2 separate regions of the Mus musculus genome follow, and region 2 is linked to region 1. Evidence: chromatin contacts called from public HiChIP or PLAC-seq data. All regions are on one chromosome and are shown on one strand. Each heading gives the region's core, a stretch centred on a gene start, on an enhancer-like site or on the middle of the called end of the contact. The rest is flanking DNA. Distances are from core to core; before and after follow the strand shown.

What was found. HiChIP or PLAC-seq counts read pairs in DNA pulled down with a chosen protein or histone mark.
Region 2: a contact with region 1 is called in an H3K4me3 HiChIP or PLAC-seq map of craniofacial prominence, with 2.6 times the contacts expected there. The contact joins the enhancer-like site here to the promoter of Gdpd5 in region 1. A contact is called at or near these places in 8 of 39 promoter capture datasets (the 3T3-L1 cell line, the C10 cell line, cranial neural crest and 4 more), 44 of 484 Hi-C or Micro-C datasets (the C2C12 cell line, CD4 T cells, CD8 T cells and 29 more), 23 of 115 datasets of contacts at active chromatin or transcription factors (CD8 T cells, the HPC-7 cell line, bone marrow-derived macrophages and 17 more) and 4 of 9 other capture datasets (adipose tissue, embryonic stem cells, liver and 1 more).

What each region holds. Positions count from the first base shown.
Region 1 is chr7:99,380,157-99,383,586 of GRCm38.p6, forward strand. It overlaps Gdpd5 (glycerophosphodiester phosphodiesterase domain containing 5), which reads left to right and starts at 1,362. Exons shown (of 18, transcript NM_201352.3): 1 at 1,362-2,052.
Region 2 is chr7:99,423,246-99,426,700 of GRCm38.p6, forward strand. Gdpd5 (glycerophosphodiester phosphodiesterase domain containing 5) reads left to right here. Exons shown (of 18, transcript NM_201352.3): 4 at 808-984. The coding sequence starts at 868. Among named protein-coding and RNA genes, the nearest start is that of Klhl35, 41 kb to the right of the region's middle. Within about 2 kb of position 1,691, at least 51 of the 459 cell types and tissues checked have an H3K27ac peak or open chromatin away from gene starts, as enhancers often do. A contact at or near this core is called in craniofacial prominence, epiblast stem cells, nephron progenitors and 1 more, where this site is marked.

The DNA of each region.
Region 1 (3,430 bases), core at 112-2,611:
CCAGGATTTCTCAGGAGCACGGTCAACTCCTACTAACCTTGCTAGCTTTTTTTGACCTCAGTTTGCCTGTAACCTGCTCAGGGAAGCCTCTGCTAACCAATACGAGGCAGAGATCTCTGGAGGTGTCCTTTGTAAGTGCTGTTGTTTCTGTCAGGAAAGCCATTCCTTTGGTCTTCTAAGCCCATGTGGTTCCTCACTCATTCGACTGTCAAGTTGCAGTGTCTTGAGTTTCTTTAAGGTGGTATTATTATGTCTTGTGAGACAGGCTCACACTGGCTTCCATTCACTGTGTAGTCAAGGATGACCTTGGCATCGCCTTAGGAGGCTAAAGCCATCTTCCAGAGCCAGTCTAGTCCAGGAATGTCACAGAGTTGGTGGATAGAATCCTATACCAGCAACAGCAATCTGGAAAACACCATGCGCCCCCTACAGTCTTGGTCCACAGCAGTGACAAAGGGGTTTCACGCAGAAAATTGATTTGAGGCTTGCAGATGAACCTGGGCTGGGCTGCCTCATCCTAGGGCTCCCCAAGCCAATTAGTGACTTAAGCCCTGCCCACGCGCACTCGCAACACTCATTCATATATCAAACCCTTCACTCCTGTTCGGTGCCTCACACAGGACGCTGGATACTTCAAAGACAGGGAGGGGTGGGGAAGGTGCACAGCCGACAGAAGTCACGATTCGAAGTGAGCTGTCCTCACACACCTCCGCTCATATTTTTGAAACTGATAACGACGTTCCTCCCTGAGCCGCAGAACTCTGGGAAAGGGGAAGTGTGGGAAACAGATCTGCTTTTTATTTTTACAAACTTTTTTGCATCGCTTCCTAAAATCAGAGCCTTGCACTGCTCCCAAATGCTACTCAGTGCAAGGAGCCCTAGCAGCGGGGAGGAGCAAGAGGCTGGCTGTATCACGCTACGCCCCAGGTTCCGCCATCCAGGGACATCCCAGTCCTAACCTCGCCTCCTCCATGCTTCGCCCTTTCCCACTGCTGGCCTCGTGCTCAGTCACAGTCAACCCAGGCCCCCGAGCCCACCATCTTGATCTCCAGGCGGCTGGCTCGCTTGCTACGCGCAGCTTTCATTGTCCTTCTCCAGCGGCACCAGACCACGCTCAGCAGAGTTCCACCCCTCTTCCACTCTCCCATTGGCTCTTGCTGCCCAACTGCGCCGGGGACCGGCCTAGCAGTGTCTCTCACGCCCCGCCTTTGCTCCCGGCCCGGCCAGGGGCGGGGTTTCTGTTGGTCCCACCCTTTAGGGGAGGGGCCAAGCTCGCAGGCGCTCCGGAGCTGTCTCGGCAGGGCTCGGCTCGGCTCGGCTCGGCTCGGCTCGGTTTGCAGCTCGGGTGGGGGTGGGCGGCTAGGGTGACAGCGGCAGTAGCAGAGGCTGCGGCGCGAGGCTGAGCAAGCGGTGAGCGGGGAGCCGGTAAGAGGAGGAAGTGGAGCGGCGGCCCGGAGCTCTGGAGTCCGCTGCCGGCACAGGTCCGCCCAGATTTGCAGAGTGAGCGGCGTCGGGACCTGGGCAGACTTCTTCGCCTTGCTCCGGCCGCTGGCGCTCCGCCTGCCCTGCCCTGCCCTGCCCTGCTTGTCCGAGCCCCGCATTCCGCGCCTGGACTTTCCTAGCCCCGTGGTCTGGAGCTGCTGGGACGTTCGAGCCCCGGCCTTGATCCGGAGTTCCGAGACGGGACGTTCTCGGCCCCATCATACTGACCCATCTCTGCTGGAGTGTCCTCCGCCCCCTGGTCGGCGCAAGGTGGCCCCAGCTCTGGGACTTGAGTGTAGAGGAGCCGGGACGCCCACCGGCCTCCAGCTCCTGGAGAACCAAATCTTCAGCTGCCTTGGACCGAACTGCTCCGGACTTGAAACTGTACTGGCACCGCCCGGGTCCAGCGCACCGTGAGGGGTCCCAAGCAGGCAGAACAGTCGGACCGAACCCCTGGGCGAGTCGAAGCTGCCACCTTTCTCCGCCCTAGGTTAAGGATCTTGGGGTGCTTGCTCCCAGGGGAACACAGGGGCTTCTCCTGCCACAGTCTCCAGCGAGCGGAGGTTGCAGGTGAGAGCCCCGGATGCGCGGCGGGAGCAGTCCCGGGAGCCTTAGAGGCAGGGCCCGGGTCAGCGGAGGGCGTGGAGGGGACACGGGCAGAGAGTGAACTGTTTAGGAGAGGGCGCGCGAAAGATAGTAGAGAGAAGCCCGCACTTATTGAGTGCCCATTGTGTGCAGGTCCGAGCCCCGCCCTTGCACAAGTCGTTCCTTATCCAAAGCTCATAGCAACCCCGAGATAAAAGCTATTGTGTATTGTTATGGGCGCAGACAGTTGGGGAAACTGAGGCGTGGCAGGGTTGAGGTCCTCTGCCTTCCATGTTGAGGATTAGACTGGGGAGAAGGGAGAAGATAAAGAGAGAAAGAGCAAAGAGGGAGGGGAGAAGAAAAGAAGTGGATAGCCTGCATGCACGTGAGAGCTTGGCAGGGTGGGGGCCTCTGGGGCATCGAAATCCAGGCACTGGTCCTGAAGCCGAAGAGGTCCTTCTTACCAGCCACTCTTGGGTCATGGGCATGCCACCTCCCAGGAAAGGTGAACCTGCGTTGAAGGCAGGGCTTCCCTGTTCCAAAAGATCTCTTCCCGGGGTCCGGGCTGGAGGGACAACCTGCTTCCCATAGTTAATGTCCCCAAGTTACTGAAGTACTCTTTATCTGTTAAAGGACTCACCATATTGGTCCCCAAGACACAGCCATGTGGAAGCTGGAGCTGTGGTCCCTCAGAACTCAGCCACCTTCCTTTGGCATTATTAATGAGGACACTGAAGACTTGTGGGGGGCACAGTGACCCCAGGTCCTAAAGCCAGTGAGTGGTTGAGAGAGAAGTAGACCTGAAAGATTTCCAAACATCCATCAAGGGGTCTGCTCCCCTTCCTAGTTCACACCTTTTCGGTCTGTGGCTAGGGTTTCCCCAGCCCCAATATGCAGTTGAGGTAAGCGTGTATGAGACTGCAGAGAGTGTGTGTGGTTGGAACTGGGGCTCAAAGAAGCCTGACTCCAGTCTCTATGTGCAAAATGGCCCAGGGCAGACCTTCTCCAGGTCTTAAGGTTAGGGCTGCCGGATCTGGGGACACACAGTCCAGGTGCTTGATTCCCAGGCAGAAGTTCCTCCTGCTCGCTGCCCTGGGATCTTTGTAGGAGAGGGTATTGTGAAAGAGCATTTGGCACGGACTCTGTGGGCTCTTGTTCTGGGTGGGGCTGGGGTGGCATATGGCCTTGGTCTGGGCACTATGGCCCTGGCTGGAACTGGTTAACCTTTGTTGGGCTGGACTCCCTGGAGTGTGGGGAAATTACCTTGGAAAGCCCCTGGGAGATGGAGCAGGGTCTTAAAGACGAGAAGCCTGTTCCTGGGGTTGGAGGGGTTCGAGCAGCCTAGAAGGTGTCTAAGGGGCTT
Region 2 (3,455 bases), core at 441-2,940, 43 kb after region 1:
CTTTAGGAGAGGGTGCCCGCCACTTTAGGGGGTTTTGATGCCACTTTAGGGAAGCATGAACGAGTGTGGCACTTCCCGGTGCCAGCCCTGTCTCAATCCCTCGGTGCCTGTTAGTGTTTATGATAATGGATTTTGTAGAATGTTTATTTTGAAAGTGTGCTATTGCCAGGCTCTGTTCCAGTTATGGGGGAGACAGCAGAGCATTAAAAAGACAAAACTCATTGCCTTCATGGAACTTACAGTGGGGGTGGGCAGACAAACTGAATAAGCAGATATGTTATATCTAACAATGCTGCTGAGAGAATAAAGCTGAGATCAGAGAAGGGAGCTTGGGGAGGGGGGGGAGGGGCTCCAGGTCTGCAGAAGGCCATCTGGAAAAGTCTAAGGAACCCGGGGACGATGGTGCATGCCATCTTGAGGGGTCACCTCAAGAAAAACAGTTCACAGTTCCCACAGGTCTAAAAGACTAGGAAGGGATGTCAGCTCTCGAGGCTGGGGTAGGAATATCAAAAGTCCAGGGCTAGCCTAGGCTAGACGATGAGCTGAGAGAGAAGGAAAGAGGGGCCATGAAGGTTTCCAATGAAAGTGAAAACGGAACCGTACTAGGTATGGGTGGCAAACGCTGAAGACGTCAGTATGTCCGACGGGGAAGAAGTCAGAGGACGAGTCGCAGGGACACGTCCCAGGGACCTAGGACTTCCAGAAGGGCTCCAGAGAGGATAACCTCCCTGCTCTAGGTTGGGGTGACTCCTGCAGGAATAACTCCTCACGCTTGCCCTGACTCACACCCTGTGCTTTCTCCTCTAGCACCAGCCAGGGGCCTCCATGGGAGCTTAAGGGCCAGGCAGCAGGGCTGCGGGCACGAGCATGGTGAGACACCAGCCCCTGCAATACTACGAGCCCCAACTGTGCCTCTCATGCCTCACAGGCATCTATGGCTGCCGCTGGAAGCGCTACCAACGCTCGCACGATGACACCACGCCGGTGAGCTTCCCTGGGATGGAGTCAGGGGCATCCAAAAGCCCAGTGATGGGCCCTGGAGCTGAGGGGAATCGGGGCTCAGCTGTCTCTGTGTTGTTCTGCATGGGCCCATTACCCTTCCAGGGTTCAGTTTCTTCCTCAGAAAAGCTGGGCCATAGTGATTCCTGAGACCCCTGGCCAGGTGGAATGGGTAGGAAGGGGCTTGTCTATGTGGATATAGATAGCTATTAACTGTCTTACGGTAGTGGTGGGGACAGATACTCCAAGGGCCTGAGAAGGAAGGAGTGTGTGTGTGTGTGTGTGTGTGTGTGTGTGTGTGTGTGTGTGTGATCTAAGAGGGGTCACCTCAAGAAAAACAGTTCACAGTTCCCACAGGTCTAAAAGACTAGGAAGGGATGTCAGGAGGGAGAGGGGGTGGGGTCTGGCCATCCTGGAGCCTGGGAGCTGATGGGGCCTTCGCCTGGGACCAGGGCCCAGTCACCTGAGCTGCCTGCTTGCCAGGGCCGGCAGCAGGTGCTAAGCTGGATAAAGAGGCCTTAGTGCTGGCTTCCCGGCCAGACCGAACTGCACTCCTGTCCCCCGGGCGCTATCAGCCAGTGGATCTGGTTTCTTCTCTGAAGGAACCCAATTCCTCTGTGGTGTTTATCTAAAAGCTTTGCTGCCTGGAGAACAGCTTTTCTCCTCCCTCCTGCTTGTCTGAACAAAGAAGCTAGCCTCTGAATTCACCAGCCCCAAGCAGGCCGTAGGGTCAAGGATACAGCCGCTGAGCTGAGGTAGGAGGAGGCTCAGCCAGGCATGGGGAGGGGCAGGGTACTGGCCTACCCAGTTCTCTCCTCCTGACAGAGGGAGTGCAAGACAGGAGGCAGGAGCCCAGGCTATGACCCCCCTGAGAAGCATGGACTATCAGAGTGAATCCAGAGCAGATTCCTCACGGTGCCCCCGCTCCCAGCACAGAGGAGGAAACACAAACCTGCTAAACAAAGCAAGGCTGAGGAAGAGGAAGGGACATGGCCAAGGCCACCGTAGCCACAGCATGGGCTGGCATCCTGGGCACTATGTGCTGTGGCTATTCTCTCTTGGGTAGGCAGGATTTGTCTGCCAGGGAGAGACACAGACGAGAGCTGACAGATGAAGGGTCTCAGGTGCCTCTTCCAGTAGTAGTCAGTGGCTGTAAGCTGTGCACATGAGAGGGAGAGGTAGTAGCATACCCTCTCATGGGCCAACATGTGAGACAGGGTTGTTGAGTGGTCAGCATGGTACCACCTCTGAGAAGACATTAGGCCAAGTCATTCCAGGTGCCGAGCCTCAGCTGCTACATCACTGAGTGGGAAGCGGTCAGATCAGTGATTTCAGCATCATGGGTACTCTGCTTTGTTCCATAACAGTCCACCCCCCACCCCCACCCCGCAGGCCTGGGGCAGGCAGCAGGCCTCCCTCTGGCTGGCACCCTGTCTGCACTGTGGGTCAGTGCTGTGCTGACAGGCTCCGCTCCTGTTGCACGTAGTGACCCATGGATCATGGAGAAGCAGAAGCCAGGGACTAGGGCAAGATCATCCAATGGTAACGAGCAGAACTGGGGATGGAAAGCAGTTGAGGGGTGACCAAGCTCCTAATAGAAAGGCCACCAGCCAGGCAGCCTTCCCAGGCCATGAGTCAGGAGGGAGAGGGAGGAAAAGGGACTTTGACTGTGAGGAGCTGAGGGGTGGAGAAGGTGTGCCCAGGCAGTGACCAGGAGCCTCGGTGATTCAGGCTGTGGGGACACCAGAGTCTGGGGTGCTGGGTATGGAACTGAGGCTGAAGAAGTGACAGAGACTTCAGTCTGTTCTGTCTCTGCAGATGGCTGAGCTCACCTCAGGGGACCCCAAAGTCAGCTGATGTTGAGCCTCTGAGGCTCATAGCCTGCTTCTTCTCCTATTCGAGCGAATGTTCTTTCTCTCCGTTCTCCGCTCTCCCGATCCCCTCCTGCCACAGCAGTGGTGACGAGGCTCTGCTGAGTGCCCTTACCAGGCATAGTCAAGGGTACAGAGGTCTGTGGACTCAGACGGCTGGCGCAGGTTAGGCATTGGGGTTCAGTTGGTAGGGTGCTTGCCCTGGGTTTGCTTCCCAGCATCGGATAAGCCAGGCATAGGGGTACACAGCTTGTGTGCGTGCTCCTACTACTTGGGAGTAGAAGCGGGAGGATCAGAAGTTCAAGGTCACCCTCAGTCACTAGGAGAGTTCCAACTAGCCTGAGTTACTGGAGGCCTGGCCTCAAAACAAACCAAAAGCAGCCTGTGAGGAACGGGGGCTACTGGGGCTACAGGTACAATCTGCAGGGCAAGTAGAGGCTATCACTAACTCAGGAATAGGGCAGAGAGGCCTCTACAAGGGTTCCCCCCACTCCGTATCTCACCTGTGCAATGGGAGGCAGTGCATGGATGAGCCGTGCCCCTCTCATCCTGGAGCTAGGAGTTAAGGCAGATAGTCATGGCAAG